Linked DNA regions of Mus musculus: region 2 is linked to region 1. A link is a contact called in public HiChIP or PLAC-seq data. All regions are on one chromosome and are shown on one strand. The core of a region is the stretch at or near the end of the contact, and the rest is flanking DNA. Distances in the headings are between cores, read along the strand shown. Region 1 overlaps Epb41l2 (erythrocyte membrane protein band 4.1 like 2). Region 2 overlaps L3mbtl3 (L3MBTL3 histone methyl-lysine binding protein).

What was found. HiChIP or PLAC-seq counts read pairs in DNA pulled down with a chosen protein or histone mark.
Region 2: an H3K27ac HiChIP or PLAC-seq map of regulatory T cell precursor shows a contact between it and region 1, with 6 times the contacts expected there. The contact joins two enhancer-like sites. A contact is called at or near these places in 1 of 39 promoter capture datasets (hippocampal neurons) and 1 of 115 datasets of contacts at active chromatin or transcription factors (regulatory T cell precursor).

The regions. Positions count from the first base shown.
Region 1 is chr10:25,385,544-25,389,435 of GRCm38.p6, forward strand. All of the region lies in intron 1 of Epb41l2 (erythrocyte membrane protein band 4.1 like 2), which reads left to right. Among named protein-coding and RNA genes, the nearest start is that of Epb41l2, 28 kb to the left of the region's middle. Within about 2 kb of position 1,963, at least 64 of the 459 cell types and tissues checked have an H3K27ac peak or open chromatin away from gene starts, as enhancers often do. A contact at or near this core is called in regulatory T cell precursor, where this site is marked.
Region 2 is chr10:26,357,093-26,360,984 of GRCm38.p6, forward strand. All of the region lies in intron 1 of L3mbtl3 (L3MBTL3 histone methyl-lysine binding protein), which reads right to left. Among named protein-coding and RNA genes, the nearest start is that of L3mbtl3, 15 kb to the right of the region's middle. Within about 2 kb of position 1,894, at least 45 of the 459 cell types and tissues checked have an H3K27ac peak or open chromatin away from gene starts, as enhancers often do. A contact at or near this core is called in regulatory T cell precursor, where this site is marked.

The sequences.
Region 1 (3,892 bases), core at 713-3,212:
TCCAAAAGTATTTGTTCTATAAAAAATAGCAAAACAGCTATACACATAAATAGACTATCTGATTTATTCCTGATTTAACTGTTATTCTTTGGAAATGCTTGTTGAAGGTTATTGAAGACATTTTCCTCCTTAAATCCTGAAATTCTGTGTGTGTATGTTTGAGTATGTGATGCATGTACCTGCACATGTCCCTGGAGGGCTTGGGTGGTGTTCCTCAAGTATTATCTATTCTTTTTTTAATGAGATAGGCTCTCTCACTGTCCTGCAAGTTGTGCTGGCTGACCAGGAAACTTTAGCAATGCAGGGTTTACCTCCCCAGTGCAGAGGTTACGAGAGAACCCCGTGACTGCCTTTTCCCTCTAAAATGTAGCTTCTGGGGGCTGGACTCCATTCAGCTCCGTCAGCTTGGAATGCAGACATTTTACTAGCGAGTTTCCTGATCCTTAGAGTTTTTACAGCATAAGACAAAGCCATTGTGTAAGAGGGCAGTCACTGTTATTAAGGCTGGAAGCTCGTAATCTTAGCCCTCCAGATGCTGAGGCCTGAGGAGTTCTGCAAGTCTGAGGCCAGCTTGAACTATTCTGTGAGACCCGTTTCAACAGAAAGATTAGTAGCTGAGACTTTTCTGAGTTCGATCTATCTCTTGAGTGACTTATATACTTCAGAGCCAATTCTTCCCTAATTCTTCCCTAATTCTTGGTCCTTTTAAAACGAATAGTTTCTGATTCCCACCAGTCGGCTTAGCTGCCATCTCTTTGTCACTCTTGGATGTGCACAGCATCTACCAGGTTCCATTTTAACAGCCGACTGTGCAGGCTTTTCCAGCTACTGTCTTTTCTCAGAGCAGCAGCCATGCTTTAGCCTGCTCCTAGTGATTGGCATGTGTTAGAGCACTCTCTGCGTATTTATGGAATGAATAAAAACTAGTAAATGAAACACAAGTCTTAATGAAGTTCAGATTATGTTATGGTTTGAATGGAAATGTCGCCGACAGGTTTATGAGTTGAATGCTTGGAGCCTCAGCTGGAGGCACAGTTCTGAGAAGCAGTGGAGACTTTAGGAGATGATGGGGCCTGTCTGAAGCAGTAGGTCACTGGGATGTGCTGGCCTCTTCCTCACTCCATTTCTTTTCTGCTTCCTGGGTGCCTTGGCGTGAGCTTCTTGCCATGGATGCTTTCCTGGTCATAGTGGACCAAATGCCAAGACCTGAGCTGGAGTATGCTGTGCTTTTGGTTGAGTGTGGTGCTTGTCACAGTGAGTCCAACACACACTGTTACTTTTCTTTCCTCGCTAGGAATGAGAGTGCATTACCTGACTTGGATGCTCCTTTTGCCATGTAGAAATTGTAGGTGCTGGTGGTGATGTGGTATGTCTTAGAGTTGAATGAGATAGGTTCTTAGCGGAGCTGGGTATAGGTGCTTTTCTCCAGAGGGCTTACTCAGCTGCCTTCTCCTGTATCCCTTCCTGCAGAGGCGGCCTCCTGTATTGTCTCCTCCCCTCTTGGCTGCTCTCAGTGGCATTCCAGAATCCTCTCCTATCACTTCCTGCCTAATCAGATGTCCTGTTAGTTGATTGCAACTATTTAGTATTCCCTGTCTGCTGTAAGCACTGGTTCTCAATCCTGGCAATGTTAGAACCATCTGGGGGATTTGAAAAGAGGAAAAAGGATGAGAATCTTAGACCTACCGGATAGTACCATGGCAAGGGAGGAAAGCGCTGAGGGGAAAGTGAGATCTGGGGCCCTTTCCAAGAGAATGAACCATTTACCCTAAAAACTTGGCAACAGCTTGGACCCTTAGAACTCCTCTTCACAAATCCCGTCCCTATTCTTCACATTCTTCACGCTGAGGTATCAAGCCTGTCTTAGCCATTTGGTTTCCACTTTCTAGCTCCTTTCTGTTCCCTTTGATGTTCTTTTCTCCCCACCACTTCTCAAGCTGCCCTTTGTGCTTGATGATGTCACTTCCCTACTGTGGAGCAGTTAAGAGCTCCCTTTTAAGTGTCAGAATTCAAAGTCAACAGTTGGTATCCTTCTCACGGGATGCCCTATTCTAGCCATAGGACTTTCCGTGGCTGCTGGACAGCTTTGTTTTTCCAGATTTGAAGACATCCTTTTCATTTTATTTTAAAGAAAGGCTTAATTTCTATATTTGATTACTTGTACATGTGTGGGGATCTTTCTTGTGTGAGTGTGTGGGTTACCCTCAGGGTCCAGAACAGTTTATTAGATCCCCTGGAGCTGGAGTTAGAGGCGGTTGTGAACTACCTGATGTGGGAGCTGGGACTTGAACTTGAGTCCTCTTATAGACTAGCAAATGCTCTTAGCTTCTGAGAGATCTTGCTGGCCTCCTCTGTGAGTTGTATCTTAATTGCTCTCTTTTAGAGTTCCTACACCAGTTACTGAATTTTGAGTGGTCAAGAACTATAGCCATTCTTTAGTTGAACCTTTAACTTACAAATGCAACCCCAGGATGTTGACATTTTAAGTGACTCCAAGCAGCCCTAACCTATGCCAAAAAAGTAGCCACGGACCCTGATACGGCTGCCTCTGCAGCCACAGCCCCTAATACAACTGCAGCCTCGGCACTCTTCTCACTTCTTTTCCGTCTTAGCTGGCTCCACTTGTCTCTCATACCTTCTCTATCAGCTCAGCACAGGCTGTGGTGGAACACCTAATTCTAGTGTCATTTAGGTTCCATGACAGCATCAGACAGACCTTTTGTTACTGTAGTAATTAACAGTGCTGCTGTTGCTGATGATGCTTCAAGAGGTTCCCTCTCTGTTCCTTACAAACCTCTCTGCAGGGCACTGATACCCCCATTTTAGGAATAAGGAAAAAAAGGTATGAAGGTCTGAGAGGCGAAGTCCTTAAATATCAGGGTTAGGTTTGAGTGCAGGTCTGGTCAGAGCCAGGCTTATTTAGATGGTTTTGTAATTGTTTACTGTAGGTGTCTTGTTTTTCACTGACCATAAGGCTCTAAATAACAAGGTCTAGGTCATGGATGTCTCTTTCAGCAGCTTTCACCCAAGAGTGCATTACACGTTTTCTTCCTTAGTTGGAAGGGTGTCTAATTCGGATCACACTTGAGTGTAGTGTCAGAGCATTGGTAAAGAGGCAGAGAGAGCAGAAGGTGAGAGATGAAGCGTAAGCCTAGGACCTCATTAGGTCCTTCATCTCAGACATACAGTGCACAGCACAGTTCTCTGACTTTTATTGTTTAGTGTTTGAAACCAGGTTTTCATTTAGTTACCTGGAGAGTTTGTGCTAGCATCCCATATGACATTGTCACCTCTGGCCTTGTTCATTGTTGCATATGATGTTCCTTGGTTAAGAGGGACTGAGGCTGTCTCCTGCAAGAATATTAATGAGTAGCTTCCATGGAAGGATGCATCTTCAATCAGCATCTTCAGCTTGTCTAAGGCACTGAGGGCTTCCAACTTGGTGAGCAGCTGAACCAGGCAAGAGCCTTCTGTGATAGTGTGGGGCATGTGGACAGTTCAGCATCTATTGTCATGCAGTTATGGGTAAAGAATCTTGTCTTTTGCTTCTTGGGATGGTGAACCATTTTAGCTGATTAAGCTGATTTCCTGGGGTTTTTCTTTTCCCCTGAGATTTGTACTCAGTGTTCTTTGTTCTTCTGAAATAACTCTCACAGAATATTGTGATAGCCTAAGTCTTTACGGGTTAGAGTCTGAGAGTGCACAGAGGAGATTCAGGAGCATACTTGGAGGGTGATCTTCCAAGTTTATTTTTCAACACATTTGAATGGCCATTTTGAAATGAATGCAGTGTGTGGCTTGAGAGGGAAGCTCCAAGATGCACTCGGGCTAAAGCAAGTGTGTGGAGAAGCCTATGGAGGAGAGCAGAGACTTGCTTTGTTCTTGTCCTTCG
Region 2 (3,892 bases), core at 644-3,143, 970 kb after region 1:
CACACACACACATACACACTTCCTTTTCTCCAAACCAAAGCTATTCAACTTGACCCTCCCTTGAGAGCATCTCCCTATTAAATGGACCACCTCACATTCTCAAGTTAACCAAGTCTCTGGTAGCCCTGACTAATGAACCCTCCCCACATGATGTTAATAGCACTGTCCCATTAGATGTTAATAAGACCAGATTGTTTTTCCTTTGTTTTTGATTATTTTGGGAGGAGTGTATGTTCAGTGCTTCTATGTAGGCAAATCTGTCTTCAAGTAGCATCACACACTCAGAAAACCCATGTGAGGAGACTGAGGAGATAACTCAGGCATAGAAAGCCCAAGACAAAGCAAACAAACAACAAATATTTTATGTTATGAAGCTGAAGGTGGTTGGGCCTCTAATAATCATTGTAAGTTAAAAGTACTATGAACTAACAACCCAGACTTTATCCTCCAACTCAGGAAGTCTGCTTCTAGAAAATGATCCTACTAGATACTCGTGTGTGTGTGTGTGTGTGTGTGTGTGTGTGTGTGTGTGTGGGTTCTTCGTAGGTAGAGAGTTACAACAGTTCAATGCCATGGCATAAAATGCCACAGGGAAAGGCAAAGAGGAAACTCCATTCTAATGTAGAAATAATTCAAGATAGAATTAATATGACTAATTTTAAGCAAAGTACAAAAATGCTGCGCTACCATTTGTATAAAACCAAAGGAGATATGGAGTATGTCCCCTGTATGTACATAAGTTATGTTTAGAAGGATCGGTCAGCAACTGGAAATTCCAGCTGTGTCCAAAAGGAGGGGAGACAGTGTTCAACAACAGCCACATTGAGCTTTCTCCATGTTAAAATTAAAACTAATGTTAAAACAATACATTCAAAAGTTATGATATCTAAGCAGGGTCTGGCCAGGTTAATACTTGGATGGGGGAGCACCTGGGAATACCAGGTGCTGTAGGCTTTAAAAAAAAGGTTATGATATAAATATAATATATAAATGTTAAATCCTACTTCACGCTTATTTAAAAGTATATTATAAGAGGCATGTCTTCCCACAAAAATATTTGCTACTAATGTCAACAAGAGAAAAAAATGGTGTAGAAGTCGCTATGGGAAAATTAGCCCTGTGAAGCTCTTGGGTTACTGAGAGAGAGGAGTTAACTCTAAGTGCATGCTTATCAGTATAACATATGGCAAAGACCATATACACCCCCAGACCCAGTGTTTACAGCCCCACCATCCTGATCAACCCCTGAAGTTGTGGTGAGACTTCCTAATCATTGCTTCCTCAGAGACATGATTCTTCATAAGCTGAGGGGCAGGCGCGCATTGCCAGGCCTGGCCTACGTCCAGGTAGGGCTCTTAGTCAGAGAGCTTATTCTTAACTGCTATGAACACTGCAAATAAAATGATTTTTAAAATAAAACTTTTTTTTAAGAGAAATCATACAAGCAAAATTAACTACTAGTGGAGTCTAGTGTTGACGACAGAATAAAGGGAACGTGGACATGTTTATGAAAGCCATAGTTCCTGGCCACAAGATAGACATTTCAAGATCAACTGAAGACAGAAATGTCAAATGCAATGACTCAGACACATCGTGTGAACACAGCCACTAAGCCTTCCAAAGAATACCAGTAGAAAAGATGTGCAAATTTATTTCAGTTAGTGCTCGACACCATAAAGATCACTCAACAAGAGAGATGCGTAGTGAGGGCCTAGAGAGATTATTTCTGGTCTTCTTTTAGTGATTTCACAGAACGTAGTTTGAGAATTGAAGGTGGCTTGGGACCTAGCCCTCACAAATGTCATAGATCGACTCATCTCACTTTGACTAGACAGTCTTTCATGCCACCTGTTTGTTTTCTGCCATGAGCAGATAAAAGAGGCTTTGCGAGACAGGCAGAAGTTTCTGGAGCCGACTCTGAAGGAAAGAGACGAGATGGAGAGAAGATAAGAGTCCTCTGAACACAACTGCTCAGCACAAAAGAAAAGAAAAGAGAGGCCCAACTCCCACCCAAAGTCTGGAACAGCAGGTGGAAGGAGCCAGCCAGGATGACATCAACGCCATGTCATCTGGCCAGTCATGCTCAAGGCATGTCTCTAGAAGTTATAGTGAGAGGAACGCTAAGATGGTGCTCAGATAGAGTAAAGAAAGAGACAGAGGCTGGGGACATGACTCGGTGAAAAACCCATGTCCCAAAGGACTGAGGCCTAGATTCAGATCCACAACATCCACACTGCTCACTGCTTCCCCTGATCCTAACACTCAGCAAGCGGAGAGCGGCAGAGGAAGCTGGGACCTCGAGCAAGAGACCATGCTGAGAATAATCAAGAAAGCCATTGGATGTCAACCGCTGACCTCCATATATATGGTATGAGCCCACAAAACACATACACACACACACACACACACACACACACACACACACACAATCAAAACCAAAGGATTTTTATAACTAAAAACAAACAAAAAAAACAAAACTTAAATAAGGGTTAGGGTGTAGTCCAGCAGTATGGTGCTTGGCTAAAATTATATGTTCCTAGGACCACAAAACGATAAAGCAAACCAAAAAGAGTCAGGTAAATGACCACTATCATGTTATAGCTTCTTTGTTTGAAGCTCCACGCTACATTTTTCATTTAACAGATGCAATTTCAAAATTAAGGTACAGCGATGCTAAGGTTGTAAGCCCAGGTTATTCAATGGGGGATACATTACTTCAGAGCAGAATCACATTAAAATTCAGAGAACATGACTAAAGGTGTGTGACTCACAGGAGAGGCCTGACGTATTACTGCCTGATGGAGACCGACTTATCTTCCTAGGCTTTGGTTACAAAGATAGCACACCTTAATCCCTTATGTGATCGTGAATCAGGGGCACTAAAATCATTACCATGAGCCAAACAGAATGACAATTGTGTAAAAGAGTGACAGTACAGTGGAAAAAAAAAACCACATCAGAGGTAGGAAGGCCTGCTTAAGATCAATGAACATGCTTGCTGGAACACACGTTTAATCCTGGAACTGGGAGGGCAGAGGCAGAGAAAGCTGGATCTTTGGGAGTTCAAGGCTAGCCTGAGTTATAAAGGTTCTGGGATAGACGGGGCTACCTCATGAGACCCATTCGCAAGAGAGAGAGAGGGAGGGGGAGGAGGGGAGAGGGGGAGGGGGGAGAGAGAAGGGGAGGGGGAGAGTGAGAAAGAAAGAAAGAAAGAGAGAGAGAGAGAGAGAGAGAGAGAGAGAGAAAGAAAGAAAGAAAGAAAGAAAGAAAGAAAGAAAGAAAGAAAGAAAGAAAGAAAGAAAGAAATCATTCTTTAGCAACTGGTTTGTGCTGCTCACCTAGCAGGGCTGTATATGAAAATGCTAGGCCTCCTCCAGGCCCCACAGGTGAACCTTGTCTTTCCTTCACTGTTTGCCCACCATGACCATCCTCCTCCTCCTCCTCCTCCTCCCCCTCCTCCTCCCCTTCCTCCTCTCTCACCTTTCCTACATTGCCAGCTCCTCATTTTTCTTAGCTAACTATGAAGATTAGGCAAGCCATGTAATATGCTAGAAAGCAAGGTCTCTATCTCCCCAAGAAAACAGTCAAACACAATATAAGCCTATTCTAACTGTTTAGTTTATAAGGTTTTGGAGAGAATGTGAAAATTGTTCAGGGATCTTAGAGACAGCCCGCCAGATGTGGTTGCTCATGCTCGTGATGTCAGCACTAGGGACTCTGAGGTGGGAGAGATTCTAAAGTCCTTGACCAGTTTGAACTACATAGTGAGCTCCAGAACAGTCAGGGCTAAGGTAGGAGAACCTGTGTAAAACGAAAAACAAAAGCAATCAACCTAAATAATCAGTGTTCCCCCCCCCCCCCCCGCAGTTTATTTCAACTACTACTATCATGA